Regions from separate parts of the Sus scrofa genome. Here region 2 is linked to region 1. Evidence: chromatin contacts called from public Hi-C data. All regions are on one chromosome and are shown on one strand. Each heading gives the region's core, a stretch centred on a gene start, on an enhancer-like site or on the middle of the called end of the contact. The rest is flanking DNA. Distances are from core to core; before and after follow the strand shown. Region 1 has its middle 13 kb from the start of CENPO. Region 2 overlaps NCOA1 (nuclear receptor coactivator 1).

Region 1 (2,761 bases), core at 165-2,664:
GAAGGGAGAACATAGTAAATCCAAAAATGAAGACTAGATCAGTGTGGGCGTCGAGGGTCATGAAGCTTAAAACGCAGGTAGGTTTCAGATCAACTACAGGCAAGAAGTTGTCACTAACATATTTGGAAGGGTGCGTTTAGAGAGGCTTCGCTGATGATTATGTCAAGGATGAGTGTAAAAGGCATGAGGGTAGTTTTTATAATCACCCCCCCAAAAGATAATGAAGTCCAGAATTCGATCTTTGATCAAATAGGCTTAGAAAGGAGAAAACAGCTATGAGGCATTACAATACAGCTTTTTGCAATTTGGTGATATGAGTGGGAGGAAGTTGCCGATGCAGTTAATTCAGGTAAGGGACACAAGAAGCTATTCTTGGGGAAATAAGTTTTTCAGTGTGGGGCTGAAGTTTGAGGTGCTCGGAGAAGGCTGTAATCCTTCCATGACGTAATGTTTAGCAGTTGAAAGTTCAGGACTGAATTTTTTTTTTTTTTTTTTTTTTGGTCTTTTTGCCCTTCCCGCAGCATATGGAGGTTCCCATGCTAGGGGGTCCACCGGCCTATGCCAGAGCCACAGCAATGCGGGATCTGAGCTGCGTCTGCGACCTACACCACAGCTTGTGGCAACTCCGGATCCTTAGCCCACTGAGCAATGCCAGGGATTGAACCCATAACCTCATGGTTCCTGGTGGGAGTGGCCAACCACTGAGCCACGACAGGAACTCCCTCAGGACTGAATCTTAAAGAGAGATCTTGGCTAGAAGAGTGGACTGAAGATGCATATAAATGTAAGCAGTATTGGGTTCAAGGGGAAAGATGAAATTGTTCGGAGAGGGTTCAGGGACTTGCCTGAGAACTATTACCCTCACACAAATTTAAAATATGAAAAAAAAAATCAGTATTTTAACACACTCAAAATTAGTGCCCAGTTTTATTGTCAAAAGGAACCCCCCTACCCAAGCATTAAAGGAACTTGAGTTCTAGAGAAAAACTTTTTTTTTTTCCTTACTACAGCCACACCTGCAGCATATGGGAGGTCCCGGCCAGGGGTCTATCAGAGCTACAGCTGGGACCTACATACACTACAGCCATGGCAACAACAGATCCAGAGCCCCATCTGAGACCTTACGATGGGTTCTTAACCCACTGGGTGAGGCCAGTGATCCAACTCGCATTCTTAAGACCATGTTGGGTTCTTAGCCTGCTGAGACACAATGGGAACTCCGAGAAAAACGTTTAACTTACCAGGATTCCCAGTCTTTATGTGTCAGTGTGTAAGGATGCTTCTGTCTTTAACAGTTGTATCGGGCAGTGGAAACAATGGCAGATTTAACCACAAAGCCCAAGGATAGCCTCTTGGGTCTGGCACTTACCCCAGCCACCTAACCATTCATCTGAGCTTCAGTTTCATCATTTGTAAGTTTGGGACTATGACCTACTCTAATTGCTTCACAGGATTTCAAAGATCAAATGACATACTGTTTGAACATGCTGTACAAACTAAGAAATTATTAACACAAGTGTATTAGCCCAGCATACTGTCTGGCAGAGTAGAAATGAAAAGTATTGAACTGATTATAATAACCTCTATTATTAAGAAGGAAGCAGGAGTTCCTGTCATGGCACAGTGGAAATGAATCCTACTAGGAACCATGAGGTTGGGGGTTCTATCCCTGGCCTTGTCCAGTGGGTTAAGGATCCGGCGTGGTGTAGATCGCAGACGTGGCTCAGATCTGGCGTTGCTGTGGCTCTGGTGTAGGCGGTGGCAACAGCTCTGATTAGACCCCTGGCCTGGGAACCTCCATGTGCCGAGGGTGCAGCCCTCAAAAGACGAGACAAAAAAAAAAAAAAAAAGAAGGAAGCAGCTTCAGGCAAATGTCTCTGTACTTCCCATATTGCCTATCACAGTATCTATACTGCAACAGCTCATAAATATATCATAAATACTAAAACTTGGTCTATGTTGTTTTTTACTTTTAGGGCCGTACCCACAACACATGGACATTCCCAGGCTAGAGGTTTAATTGTTGCTGCAGCTGCTGGCCTAGGCCACAGCCACAGCAGCCCCGGATCCAAGCTGCATCTGTGCCTCACCCCCCCCTGCAGCAACGCTGGAGCCATAACCCACTGAGGAAAGCCAGGGATTGAACCTGCATCCTCATTATGCTAGTCAGATTCTCAACCCGATGAGCCACAACGGGAACTCCTAGTTTTCATTTATTCTGTACCCTAGGACCTCTGAGCATTGGAATGGGAGAAAAACCTGATGAAATAAAAGTTATTCTTTTTAATGTTTTAAGTATTTTTTATTTTTATTTTTTTGCTTTTTAGGGCCACACCCATGGCATATGGAGGTCCCCAGGCTAGGGGTCTAATTAGAGCTACAGCTGCCGGCCTATGCCACAGCAACACCAGATCCAAGCTGTATCTGTGACCCATGGTAACGCCGGATCCATAACCCACTGAGCAAGGCCAGGGATGGAACCCACAACCTCATGGTTCTTAGTCAGATTCGTTTCTACTGCGCCATGACGGGAACTCCTCCTTTGAATATTTTAATTCTCTTCTCAAGCCAATGTCTCCGTTTTGCTCTGGGTATCTCTGGCCATTGCTTGTTCTGCCAATTGCACAAATTACCAAAGTTCTGAGATAAGTATGAATGACTGGATCAGAGCTAAACTCCAGCATAGAAGAAAGATTCATTGTCTGCAGAAGAATCAAGAGTGAGGAAGGAGCCATGATCTGCTCCAAGAAACCAAATCTCC
Region 2 (2,761 bases), core at 88-2,587, 49 kb after region 1:
GATGAGAAAGTGCATAATTCAACTTATTGGAAAGGAGGTGTGGAAAGAGGAACATTGTCAGTTAGTGCTTACACTGGCATAAGAGAGCCATTTGGCAAAGTTTACCTACCCTTTGACCTGGCAATTCTGTTCAGAATTTCTACTTCAGATATACTCTCAAATACGGTCAATTATCTCTACGTAAGATTATTCATTGCAGTTTTGCGGTAGCGAAAGATACCTACCAATAGCCTCAACACACTAAACACAGCCATGAAAACAGGGAAATAAAACTGCACTTTTTAGATACTGAAAAGTTTTTATGTGAAACTCTATTTTTAGAGGTAGGCGGTACTCCTAATGTACTCTAGTCTAATAAGATTTAAAAGTTAATCATCTCAGAAAGTGTATGTTCACAGAACATAAAAACCATCTTAAGTGGTCATTCACTTACTCCAGTAATGTTATCAACGTTCAAATATTTTTGGAATTCTTTTAGAACTATCTTAACCAGTGTACAAGTCCTTCAATAAAATACGTCTTATAATCACGTCTAATTTTGGTTCTGATTTTTTTTTAAAGTATTATTCTTTTTGGATCAACAAATTTGGCTCCATCGACTTCACACAATTTCAGAAGTCAAATCCACCTCAAAGGATAGGAATCTGGAGACAGTGTCACAGGGACATAGCAGAGGTGTTGAAGGTACTGCCAAGAAAGCACGTTACGCATATTTTGATCAACATCCCTCTAAGTTGTCTCTTGATGTGCTCCCATAGTACATTTCCAACCAAATTATTTAAATCACTTGGTCACTCTGCATGACTGTGTGTGCATATGGACACCATGTTTTAAAACCAGGCTGACTGAATTTTAAATCCTGGTTCTGCTTATACTAACTGGGTAACTTCTGGGCAAGTTTTTGGTCTAGGTGTGTGCTTACTTTTCATACTCTGGACCTTAGTTCTCTCATATGTAAACAGATCTAAGGAAAATTTGTGGTTCAATTTGACAGATTTATGTTACCTACATTTTATTCTCTCTCTAAAATTATCACTGAAATAAAAGAAGTAAAAAGGGGAAAAATAATTTTACATCTGAAGGAGAGGCCAAAAGAAGTAGGGCAGTCAACTAGAACAATGAAGAATTTCTAAGACAAATGAAAAGCTAAAATTGAGAGTGAAATTCAACTAAACTAGAAAACTTACATCAGGACAAAGAGAAGGTTTTCCAAAAATGCGAGTTTTTTTCAACACCAGAACAACTCCAAACTCAGTGGTCAGTTGAGCAGGTAAAGGAACAGGCCATGGGTGATTGCCCAGATAATTAAAGGACAACTGAACAGCTGCCACCAGGCCCTGCTTTGAGTGCAGCTGACTCTGGCATCTACCCATGGGATTAAAGTGGTGAGTGCATGACTCAGAGTGGGAGTTCTGCCCAGGGAATCTCCCAACGTGGGTGCAAGGGCTGCCACGAGGGATTTCCCCATCACCAACCCCCACTCCTTCACAACAACAACTGAGAAACAAGGCTTCTATAATCAGAACCTACATTCACTGCCAGGGCAAAAAGGGCTTCTCACTTTAGCTCAAGAGACACTCTAGCTACCAAGATGTTTCATTCTAGGTCTTTTTTCAGTACACATGGACAGACGGCTCAAATTCACCAAACATTCAAAAAAAGTCAACAGCAGGAAAGAACAATAGCAAATTTAACAAAAAAAGAAACTTTGAAGAAAAAAAGATTATGACAGAAAATGGATGAGCTCCAAAGTAAGTATGCTAAATTTATCACCACACATTTAAAAGTCTATCATATATATAAAAAGTAATAGACGTCTAAGAAAAAATTTTTTTAAAAACACAATTGCAACAATTAAAAGAACACAATAGACTGACAGAAGAGCAGACTGGAAATGGATGAAGACTCAGCTTTGATCTGGAAAATCTGGCCCAGAGACTCTCTCAGAATGCAATGCAGAAGGGCAAGGAAAAGAAAAGAATGAGAGAAGGTGACACGGCAGACAGTTCCAGAAGTTCTAATAGGTGAAACACAATAATTAACTCTCCTATGCGAGACCTTTGCACTTGACATGGTTCAGCTTAAGACTGAAGACTCCAGTCAGGAAAGATGATTGATTTTCCTGGATGGGCACCAGATTAAGACGTGGAATCAGCCTTTCCATAATGGACTCTGGCTCTAGTGAGAGGCAGTGGAGGACAGCTAGAGGCTAGAGGGGGCAGAGAATCAGAGGCTGTTCTCTCTCTTTACAAGATCATATTTTTTCCCTCTTCTTTCTTTCTTTTTCCTTCTCCAACCCTTTGTTCTCTTTTCCTTTCTCCTGTCCAACTTGTTTCCTTAGCCTTACGCTTCGCCTCTTAAAACCTGTTCTGTTTCTTGTCTGTATAGAAACATTGTAAACTGGCTGTTTGGAGCTCCCCCCCCTCCGCCATTTACCTCAGTATCTTCCCTTCCAGGCTTCTGGCCTTTGCCATCACTATGGGACAAAGTTGAACAGATCCTGGCCTATTTACATACTTTCATACACTGAACAGTATTCAGGTGAGATCTCAAGAGAGAAAAAAAGAGCTATATGTCTCAAGACAGGTCACGAATGAAAAACACTCCACTTTCGCCAACTTGTAGAGCTACTAGAAGACACTTTCTATTTTTATTAGCTTTAATTTTCATCAAATTAACACATACACATAAATTTAAAAGTTAGAACAAAAAGGTCTGTTATGAATAAAAACGGTTTCCTGTCTTGCCCCTTCCGATCCTT

The links. Hi-C and Micro-C count contacts between places; a contact is called where the count stands out from the background.
Region 2: a contact with region 1 is called in a Hi-C map of liver, with 2.0 times the contacts expected there. The contact joins two enhancer-like sites. A contact is called at or near these places in 14 of 47 Hi-C or Micro-C datasets (alveolar macrophages, blood, embryonic fibroblasts and 8 more) and 1 of 2 datasets of contacts at active chromatin or transcription factors (skeletal muscle).

The regions. Positions count from the first base shown.
Region 1 is chr3:113,991,252-113,994,012 of Sscrofa11.1, forward strand. No RefSeq gene overlaps it. Among named protein-coding and RNA genes, the nearest start is that of CENPO, 13 kb to the left of the region's middle. Within about 2 kb of position 1,415, at least 4 of the 83 cell types and tissues checked have an H3K27ac peak or open chromatin away from gene starts, as enhancers often do. A contact at or near this core is called in liver, where this site is marked.
Region 2 is chr3:114,040,459-114,043,219 of Sscrofa11.1, forward strand. All of the region lies in intron 10 of NCOA1 (nuclear receptor coactivator 1), which reads right to left. Among named protein-coding and RNA genes, the nearest start is that of NCOA1, 57 kb to the right of the region's middle. Within about 2 kb of position 1,338, at least 5 of the 83 cell types and tissues checked have an H3K27ac peak or open chromatin away from gene starts, as enhancers often do. A contact at or near this core is called in liver, where this site is marked.